Linked DNA regions of Ovis aries: region 1 is linked to region 2. Evidence: chromatin contacts called from public Hi-C data. All regions are on one chromosome and are shown on one strand. Each heading gives the region's core, a stretch centred on a gene start, on an enhancer-like site or on the middle of the called end of the contact. The rest is flanking DNA. Distances are from core to core; before and after follow the strand shown.

Region 1 (5,013 bases), core at 2,079-4,578, 95 kb after region 2:
TTCATCCTCACAACCATCTCTTAAGGGAGGTACTTTCCTGCCCATTTTACAGATGAGGAAACTGACACGGTAGTGATGTGCCCAGCCGCACAGGGCTTGCATGAGACGTAGGGTTTGAACAAGCAGGTTACACAGGCTTTTGACAATGGGCTAAAACTTTCTTTTTAAATTGAGGTCCTTTTTACCCAGGGTGAAACGCATGTATCTTAAGTTATAGCTTGATGAGTTTTGAAAACTGAAATATACCCCAGTCAATACATGGACCATTTCTACCACCCTTAGAAGTTCCCCTGTGGACCTCCCGGGTGGTCCAGTGGCTAAGACTCCATGTTCCCAATGCAGGGGGCTCGGGTTCGACCCTGGGGTCAGGGAACTAGATCTCACATGCCACAACCAAGACCTGGACAAGCCAGCCAAATAAATAAATAAATATTAAAGAAAAGAAGTTCCCTTGTGCCCCCTTTCCGATCAACCCCTACCTACTTCCAAGAGCAGACAATGCTGATTTGTCGCCTGGAGCAGGGTTATTTTGATCACCCACTAAGTAAACCGCATACAAGTGGCACCTCTCCCTCCTTATGTCCTTCTAGAAAGCCACCCAGCTTCCCCACTGCTCTCTTTCTTGGTGCCTAACTCTGGCCAGAGGACCCAGAACCATTGCTTGAGGCCTGAGAAGCTGCAAACATACCAGTTCTCACTTGCAGGACCATTACCGTGGCACATCACAGGGGAGAAAGGAACACAGAAAATTGTCAAGGGGAAGGGAGAAGCCCTTCAAACTGCATTTAGCTTCGGGGCCAAGTGTGAACAAGTGATGAGCTGGCATTTCTCAAAGGAATGGTCCAACAGGCTTTCCTGATTTACAAGCAAGTGGTAAACGCTTCAGGAATTCCAAAGGTCAGGGAAGAAAGAGAAACAGTCCCAGGGCTTTTGTTCTCCACCTCGCCTGGGTGTAAAACCCTGATGAAAAAGCCGGGGATACTGCTGGTTTTTTTAATTAAACAGGACAGGTTGAAATTTCACTGGTTGTTGCACCAATTGGAATCCAGCAATTTTGGGGGGTCTAGCAGGATGAGGAGGGGAAATAGATGCCAGAACTTGAATATGCCATGAGACAACCCCAGGAAAACTCCTTCTTGTGAACCAAGAAGTACTGCCAAGCTGACAAGAGAGTCGTCATTTTAGAATCTAATCAAACTCAAAACAGGTAACACTGGTAGCGTCTTAAAAAACATTAAGACTGAGATGTCTCTGCCACAGCATGACATCAAGTAACTTATTACGCCACAGGACCAATGACCTCAGGAAATTGTTTAAAATAGATCTTTGTAGGTAGATCTATTTAAACCTCTTTCGGAATATACCAAAGCTGACTGCTCCTCCTCCCACAGGGGGCCACAAATGCAGCTGATTCTCATCAGCTAATAAGTTCCTGGCTCAAGATGACAACCTGCTTAGTTGCAGGTGAGTAGGTGAGCACAGGGGCCTGATCCACAAAGAACATTTGCTCCAAGTGCCTGTGAATCATACAGACACTCAGTTCCGATACGTTCCCTGCACTTTCTGAGTTAAAAACAGAACGCAGTGGCAGGAGGCAACACCTACTTGTGGCAGGCTGTCAATCAGACAGGCGCGGCAGAATGCAGCAACAGGAAAGGATGCGGTCAAACATGCTAGCAGGTGTAACCTCCACCAAAACTCCGTTTAAACCCATGCCTCAAGACAAACAGCACCAAAGCATCCTGGCTCCCCAGGCCCCTCCCAACACAGTGACTTTTCAATCCAGTTTATAAGAAGGAACCTTAACCAATTGCACTTGCTCTGGGGCAACTGGAAACACAAGATGAAAGGGAGGCAGAAACACAGGCGTCCTGACCTCGAATGAAACTTTATAGTCACTCGCGGATGCTCTGGTCCCACCCGACACTTCCTGTAACCAGACACTCTCCGTTACAGCTCCTTGCCCCCCAAAAGAAAGGTTTTTCTTTTTTTTCCTTGTCATTGTCAAACAACACTTAAGTCCCTGAGTTCCAAGTCAATTGCAACATGTGGATGACAGTCACTCAATTTCAAATTCCTTTCACCAAACATCTGACCAAACCACTGTCCTGGAGTTCTTCACACCCAACAAACCAGGAAAAGACACCATTAATACCGAAATACCAGTGAGCCCACATGCAGAGAACCCTGCAACTTCACATTCCATTTCTACAACCGTAAATTCAACTTTCCGAGGCATCGTTCCTTCCTTGCTCCCGGAAGGTAACTCACATTTGCAACATGATTTGGTTCAGAAAGATGCCATCCGCTAAATCCATGTACATGGTCAGGTTGTCCTGGTTGCCGCTTCCGAATGGGCCAAAAGTTTTCACCTGCGGGGAGGGGAACGCGGAGAGTAAGGCAGTAAAAGTCACCCCCACGTGCTCAGTCTAAAGCTCTCCAGGCGGGCAGAGCCCCTGGGGGCAGAAGGGAGTCACCCACGGCCACCCACCCTTCCACAGCACGCTTCTCTCGGGCCTCGATCCCCCTCCCCGTGCCAGGCAACAGAAGAGAGACAGCAGGAAGAAAACTTCCTCGCCACTTTTTTGCGGCGTCTCAGAGCGGAAAGAAAATAAAATAAAGGGTACTTTTCAACAAATTTCTCACGTCTCAGATCTATTGGAAATCACAGCGCCCACCCTAGCCTGTACACGTTCTTACTGGAAACCCCCTAATCTCCACTGCTCTCCACCCGCTGGCCTCAGGGGTTCAGAAACTACACGAGGATATCTTAGGGGAGTGGGTCCTTTTTCCAAGCGGTCAAGCCATGCGCCCAGGGTGACCACTAGGACCCTGTCGCTCCAGGGCCGCCGGCCCAACGCCCTGGCGGGAACAGGTGTACCCGCTCAGCACCCCCGCCCGGCCGAGAGCGAGGCGGGGTCCTGCACCCGGCGCGCCGTCTCCAGAGTTGGAAATAACCCCAGACCCCGGGACACTGACCCCGACCCTGGCTGGGGGTGGGGGGTGGGGGGCGGAGGGCACTTGATGAGTCCTCTGGGTCTAGGGGCTACCCGGGGCCCCGGCTGGGTCGGGTTTAACTGCGATCGCCAGCGGGCGGGAGAGGAGCCGGTGCCCCAACAATGGGGCGGGGAGCCAGGCACACTCACCCAGGTCACCAGCGGGCTCTGCAGGAAGAGCTCCATGAGCTCCGAGACCGTCACGTCCATGCTGAGGCTGCGCCCGCCGGCTCCGCGCCCCGCGTCCCCGTCCCCCGCGCCGAGGCACAAAGCGGCTCTGGCAGCGACCGGCGGGCGCGGGGCTGCGGCGGCTCGCGCCCGGGAGACAAAGGCGGGGCGCGAGCCCACGTTCCGCGGCTTCGGCGGCCCCGCGCCCCGCCCGGGGCTGGGGGAAGGGGAGGGCCTGCCGCTCGGGGAGGAACAATGCGGGCGGCGGCCCCGCCCCTTGGCGGCCCTGGGCGATCGGCGCGCCGCCTCGCGGTGCTGGAGCAGGGAGTCCCGGCGCGGGCGCGGCGGCGCGGGGGCGCCGGGAGGGGGCAGCGGCCCGCACGTGTGCAGGGGGAGGGGGCGTCCCGGCCGCCCGCACGTGGGGCTGCCGCCGCGCGCAGATGCAGAGAGCGCTGCCTCGGCGGGCTTGGGGCCCCAACACGTGGCTCCTCGCTGCGCGCGTGCGTCGGCCACCAGCCCGGGAGCCCGTTGCGGGCCCGAGAGCAAGAGAGCGTGGGTCCCGGCCTCTGCCTCCCCGGGTGCGCGCGTGGGAGACCGAAGGAGAGCAGAGCGCGCTGCCCACCCAGGTCAATTCGGGCACACCGCACGCTGGAGGCCCAGCGGAGCCCGCCACCGCCAGGCTGCCGGCCCCCAGGCAGGTGCAGCCCATCGGCCGCGCGGAGCCTCCCAGGTGCCGCCGAGGCCCCGTTCGGCTCCGTGACGACAGGCCCAAGCCCGCCAGCCTCAGGTGCTGGGGTCGGCCTCGTGGGCAGGTGGGGCGCAGGCCCGGAAGTCAGAGGAGGAAAGTTGGTGCTGAGTTTAAGCCGTAGGAGCGCGACCTCTTGCGCCCCACCTTACCACCTCCCAGGCTGCTAGCCTTTTAGAAGTTCCCGCAGAAAAACGGGTGTTGTGGCCGCCCCGACCTGGACCCGGCCCAACTGGGACACCCCCTCCCTCCAACCCCAACACCACCGCCGCTTTGCCAAGAGTGAAGCCGGATTCCGGATTCCTACCTGGAGGACGTAGCGGCAGCTTGGTGGTAGGCGACAGGAAAGAGGACAAGTGCCCCAGCTGGATGGAAAGCCAGCCCTGGGCCCAGACCCACAACCTCTCTGCTGAGACAGCTGCGGTGGATCGGGCGGTCTCTACCTCTCCTTGGGCCGGTAATAATTTCACACTACGATTCAGTCATTGTTCAAAACATTTTACACAGTTAAACTAGTCGAATCCTCAAGAGTTTCCCAGGTGAGCCCACCGATGCTGTATTGGCCTGAAAGCGCCTAGCATAATTGGTGGCAAGTATACAGTAGGCGCTAAATGGCTGCTGGTTTGCATGTGAAAGTTGACTCTGTCAAGCGTTGGGGCTGCGGCATCTGCCGGTGAAATGTGGAATTGCAGCCGAGTTCCGTGGTACTTGAGCGGGTGAGGGGGTGAGATTGTGGCCCTGCCAGGCTCCTCTGTCTATGGAAATTCCCAAGAATACTGGAGTTGGTTGCATGTTTCCTCCTCCAGGAGGAAATCTTTCTGGGTCTCCTGCTTTGGCAGGCAGATATTTTACCGCTGAGCCACCCGGGAAGTCAGCCAAGTCAACTGCTGGTGCTGCTGCTAAGTCGCTTCAGTCGTGTCCGACTCTGTGCGACCCCATAGACGGCAGCCCACCAGGCTTCCCCATCGCTGGGATGCTCCAGGCAAGAACACTACAGTGGGTTGCCATTTCCTTCTCCAATGCAGGGCATCCCTAAAAAGAAGTGCCGAATTCAGGATGATGGAAGGGAAAATTGGAGACTGAGAAGAACTAAAATTTCGAGCT
Region 2 (5,238 bases), core at 1,579-4,078:
TGTAAGAAGGAAATCTGAAAAAGGGGGATATATGTATACGTATAGCTGGTTTATTGTATTGTACAGCAGAAACTATCACAACATTGGAAAGCAACTACATGCCAATAAAAATTAAAAAAATCTCACCCTTTATAAGTATAAAAAATAAAATTAATGCAAATATTATTAATTTTACTTTCTACTTTTCTAGTGTAAGTTTCCTTCCACAAACTGATACACCCATAGTACCAATTCTCTACGTATGATTCAGTTGCTTCCTAATCTCTATTTCATTTTTTTCTTTGATCGAGGGGTTTCTTAAGGGTATATTAATTCATTTCCAAATATTTGGTTGTTTTCTAAAAAACAAAACAAAACCTAAATGTGATGAAAATACAAGCTAAAGCCAGAAAGAGGAAGATTATTTATTCCAGCGGTCCCCAACCTTTTTGGCACCGGGGACTGGTTTCATGGAAGACAATTCGTCCACAGACCAGGGTGGGGGAGGGGACGTGGACCAGTACCAGTCTGCGACCTGGGGGCTGGGGACCCCTGAGCGGGTTCCCTTCAAATAGCTCAGCATATGGAGAAGGCGGGCAGTAGGCACAAACCTGAGAGTCAGGAACGGGAGTTCTTAGCTTCTTCCTGCCACCAGCGGGTGCATGACTTTAGGTAAGCCACGGGATTTTAGGTAAGTCATGGGACTTTTCCAGGAGGAGAAAGGAGTGTGAATGAAAGCCCTTGAAAGAAAGGGCTGGGGTTGTACTGTCCTCACTTGTCTCAACAGTGCCACATACTGGGCTCTGGGAGCCTGATCTGAAAACAGGGCTGCACCCTTACCTGCCTCTTACTCATCACCCCCAGGGGCAAGGATACAGGCAGGGCGATGGCGTCCCCCACATCGAACCGGACACAGACGTGTGTGTTCAGATCCTCTGGGCGGATATCCTAAGGTCTAAAAGGCATCTGCCACCCTCTCTGAGTTCTCATCTCCCACCAAGAACTGCAGTTCAGAACCCGCCAGCCTGAACGTCTTCAAGACCCCAAGCAACAACAGGCAGCACAGCAGGGGAGGTGGACAAAGGTCCGCAGCCCAGGTCCAGCGCTGACACACAGAAGCACATGCGCCCGCCACACACGAAACTATGCTACAAGTGAAACAAACCTCAACCGAAACTCCACTAATTCAGAGCCTGTGATCATTTGGATGGTACCACGGTATTTGTGGAAAATGAACATTTTTCTATTGGGGTAAAACATTATAACATAAAGTTCACCATTTTAAAGTGCACAGCTCTGCAGCATTAGATGCATTCCCAGTGATGTGCAACCATCTTTACTGTCCCCCTCCACACCTTCTCATCATCCCAGACTGAAACTCTGTACCCATGGGGAATAATTCCTAAGGGTCTACAAGTTCAACAACACAGCTGACCACAAGCCTCCTCTCCTCTTCCATAAAAGCCAGTGCTTCACAGATGATGACAATGACACAACAGTTCATTACTGAGTGCTATGCTCATTAGCACCCAAGCAGAGTAATGGCATCTATTTTAGTGAGACAGTGGCTGTAAGAACAGCATCCTTTACTGTGCCCGTGGGCCAGGCATGGCATCGAGCTTCACCACCGCCTCCTGTGAGGCAGCTTCGTTATCCCCACTTTGCAGATAAGGAAACTGAGTTCTAAAAGAGGTCACCCAGCTAACAAGCGGAGGAGCCAGGACTTTAAGTCAGGTCTTTCTTGACTCAAGAAGCCACCAAATCACACATGAAAAAGTGCATTCAGGCTCTACTTGCATTATGCCTTCATTCAACCTAATGTTCAATAGCTCCTAGCTAAGGACTGGAAGAAACACAAGCTGGAATCAAGACTGCCGGGAGAAATATCAATCACCTCAGATATGCAGATGACACCACCCTTATGGCAGAAAGTGAAGAGGAACGAAAAAGCCTCTAGATGAAAGTGAAAGAGGAGAGTGAAAAAGTTGGCTTAAAGCTCAACATTCAGAAAACTAACATCATGGCATCTGGTCCCATCACTTCATGGCAAATAGATGGGGAAACAGTGGAAACAGTGTCAGACTTTATTTGGGGGGGCTCCAAAATCACTGCAGATGGTGACTGCAGCCATGAAATTAAAAGACGCTTACTCCTTGGAAGGAAAGTTATGACCAACCTAGACAGCATATTCAAAAGCAGAGACATTGCTTTGCCGACTAAGGTCCGTCTAGTCAAGGCTATGGTTTTTCCAGTGGTCATGTATGGATGTGAGAGTTGGACTGTGAAGAAGGCTGAGCGCCGAAGAATTGATGCTTTTGAACTGTGGTGTTGGAGAAGACTCTTGAGAGTCCCTTGGACTGCAAGGAGATCCAACCAGTCCATTCTAAAGGCGATCAGCCCTGGGATTTCTTTGGAAGGAATGATGCTAAAGCTGAAACTCCAGTACTTTGGGACCTCATGCAAAGAGTTAACTCATTGGAAGACTCTGATGCTGGGAGGAATTGGGGGCAGGAGGAAAAGGGGACGACAGAGGATGAGATGGCTGGATGGCATCACTGACTCGATGGACGTGAGTCTGAGTGAACTCCGGGAGATGGTGATGGACAGGGAGGCCTGGCGTGCTGCGATTCCTGGGGTCACAAAGAGTCAGACATGACTGAGTGACTGAACTGAACTGAACTGAACTGAAGCACTAGGAGTTGGGAACACTGAGAATAAATCACGCTCACTGATCTGAAAGGGCTCATACACTATACTGAGTAGTCTGAAAGAGCAAGGCTTTCCAACCCCCATAGGCCACCCTGGTCTCTTACAGAAATACTCTCAATAGGTCTGGAACTGTCCCCGGCAGCCTGCACCACCTCTCTGCTCCACCAGGGGGCAGTGGTCCTCTCCAATGGACCTACTCTTCCCCCCAGGGCCAGGAATCAAAGAGATCCCATCCTCAGACCTCAGCACAGGGTACAGGCCCCAAAGCACAGATAAAACTAACTCCCCTCACCGGCTGGTAGTTTAACAAACTGATGTTTGGTTTGGAACTGATGGGACACCCCTCGAAGAGAAGATGTTTTCCAGCTTTGTTCAACAAATTTTCTACTGTTTGGGGGGATGCTTGTGGGAATTGAAAAAAGTGACTCCCAGCCCAGCCGAAAGCCCTGCCTCGTTCTGCGCAGCTCTAAGTAAACAATAACTCGCTCCATCACAGGCACGTGTGCTATTTCTGAACACAGGAACTGGCTTATTGTTTGCTGGGCACCGAAGCTTCCTGCTGCAGCGCGGACCGCTGCCCCACCCACCCTTCCCTGGCCGAGGCGCCCCGTCTGTCTCGAGCAGGGGCAGCGGTGCAAGCCAGAAGAGGCCTGGGTCCTGGGAGAAGCGGCCACTTAGCAGCCCCTGCCCGGGGAGACAGAGAACAGACTGCATCCGTCTTGCCCAATTATGCAAATGAACGAGAAAATAATGCCCAGGGTACACTCATAGAGGGGATGAGTGACCGCTGGGGATGTCTCCTGCCATGCAGGGCTTTCAACCGTCCACAGATAGGGCTCTGATGCCCTCCGGGTGTCAGCGCGAGCTAACCTGCAAGCTCCTGGGACTGTCCATATGGGAACTGGGAAAGCTGGCAACACTTAATTTGTGTTTCATGTCCTGACATCAAGGCTGCCAGACCCCTCCTGCTCTCCTTGGGGAGAAGGGTAATGAAACAGTTCCAAATGGCACTTGAAGGAAATCCTATTTACTCGGGGTGAATGGATGGCCTGACACGGAAGATTTAGAGCCCAGGGCTCGGCTCCCTGGATGAGGAAGCGGCCGCGGGCTGAACGGCTCCTGGGCACCGGGCGCCCCCTACCGTCTGACAGGTCTGCGTTCTTGGACAGCTGCTCCAGCTCCCAGCCGAGGTGGGCCGACTCGTTCATGCTCTGCTTCTGAGCAATCTCCAGGACCATGTTCTCCTCCAGCAGCTCCTCTATTCGCTTCTTATCCGTGTCCCGGTCCTAGTACGGGAAGAAGGACGGAATGAGAATGTGGCTGGGGGACCCCTCTGGACAGGCCCCGGCCCCCGTGTATCCACCCCCGGCCCCATTCCTAAAGGATGGAAGGCCTTCTAGGCACCTGCTCGCTTCCCCGAAGAGAAATGAGTCTAGCCCAGGGCCCAGCTGGGAGTTACGGCCACTGAAAGATACACTGGCTGGCAACGGAGGGTGATGGGAGCGCCCAGGTCTCTAACTGAATGCTGTCTGAACAAAGTGACTTATAACCCAGGGCTTTAGAGCAAGAACCCTGGTGACAGGCAGCTTCGTGGCTCTAGGGCACCTAACATGCCTCGAGAAGCCTGGAAAGGAACTCAGGGATCTCAGCTCAGACCTCACCATAAAAGCCAGCAGAGGCTCTTGCAAAAGACACACACATGAGCTCATCCATACATGAGCAGTCCAGCATGGTAGTCCCATTCTGTCCGTCTGTGGGCGCCCAGTGGGGCCCACCCCGGCCGCCGAGCTGAGCGAGCTACTCTCTGCAGTCAGCGTGTTACCGTGTTGGCAGCGGCACCAAAACCGTGACGGAAAAAATCAGAGAAGGACGTGGCACAACCTGAAACCACCCCAATCTGTTTAGACAGGTCTGTGTGGCAGCAGCCTGCAATACCAATTCCAGGTCGTGAAGCTTCGATTTCAGCTGCAGGTTCTCTTTCTCCAGCTCGTGAACTTTATCGCCCCGGGCCCGAGCAGCCGTCAGCTGTTCCTCCAGCATGGCCTTGGTTTCAATTAAAATGATATTATCTTCTCTCAGCTCCTGAGCAGCAAAAACATACATGAGAACCATCAGATAAAGGCACCTGCTTCGTGATGACAGCTCGTCCAGGTCTCTGGACCAAACAAACAATCCAGGGGAAAGGTTGCTGCCTTGAGAGAGTTCTGTCCCCACTTTTGAGCATCGCCACCTTTTTCATCAGGTCAGGCCACACGGACTTTCTCAACTGAAAGAAAATATCCATGAATTATCTGACACGTGCACACACTGTTGCTGTTGCTTAGTTACTAAGTTGTGTCCGATTCTTTTTCGACCTCATGGACTGTAGCCCGCCACACTCCTCTGGCCAAGGGATTCTCCAGGCAAGAACACTGGAGTGGGTTGCTGTTTCTGTCTCCAGGGGATCTTCCCAACCCAGGGATCAAACCAGTGTGGGATCGAACCCAGATCTTCTGCTTGGCAGGCGGATTCTTTGCTGCTGAACCACCAGGGAAGCCCAATATACACACT

What was found. Hi-C and Micro-C count contacts between places; a contact is called where the count stands out from the background.
Region 1: a contact with region 2 is called in a Hi-C map of muscle, with 8 times the contacts expected there. The contact joins the promoter of CCDC88C here to the enhancer-like site in region 2. A contact is called at or near these places in 12 of 16 Hi-C or Micro-C datasets (blood, hypothalamus, liver and 5 more).

Annotation. Positions count from the first base shown.
Region 1 is chr18:54,002,090-54,007,102 of ARS-UI_Ramb_v3.0, forward strand. CCDC88C (coiled-coil domain containing 88C) reads right to left here and starts at 3,329. Exons shown (of 29, transcript XM_042235379.2): 1 at 3,147-3,329; 2 at 2,272-2,372. The coding sequence starts at 3,206. It overlaps LOC114109130 (a long non-coding RNA gene), which reads left to right and starts at 3,609. Exons shown (of 2, transcript XR_003585816.3): 1 at 3,609-4,366.
Region 2 is chr18:53,907,108-53,912,345 of ARS-UI_Ramb_v3.0, forward strand. CCDC88C (coiled-coil domain containing 88C) reads right to left here. Exons shown (of 29, transcript XM_042235379.2): 11 at 4,624-4,770; 12 at 3,830-3,974. Among named protein-coding and RNA genes, the nearest start is that of GPR68, 54 kb to the left of the region's middle. Within about 2 kb of position 2,829, at least 5 of the 54 cell types and tissues checked have an H3K27ac peak or open chromatin away from gene starts, as enhancers often do.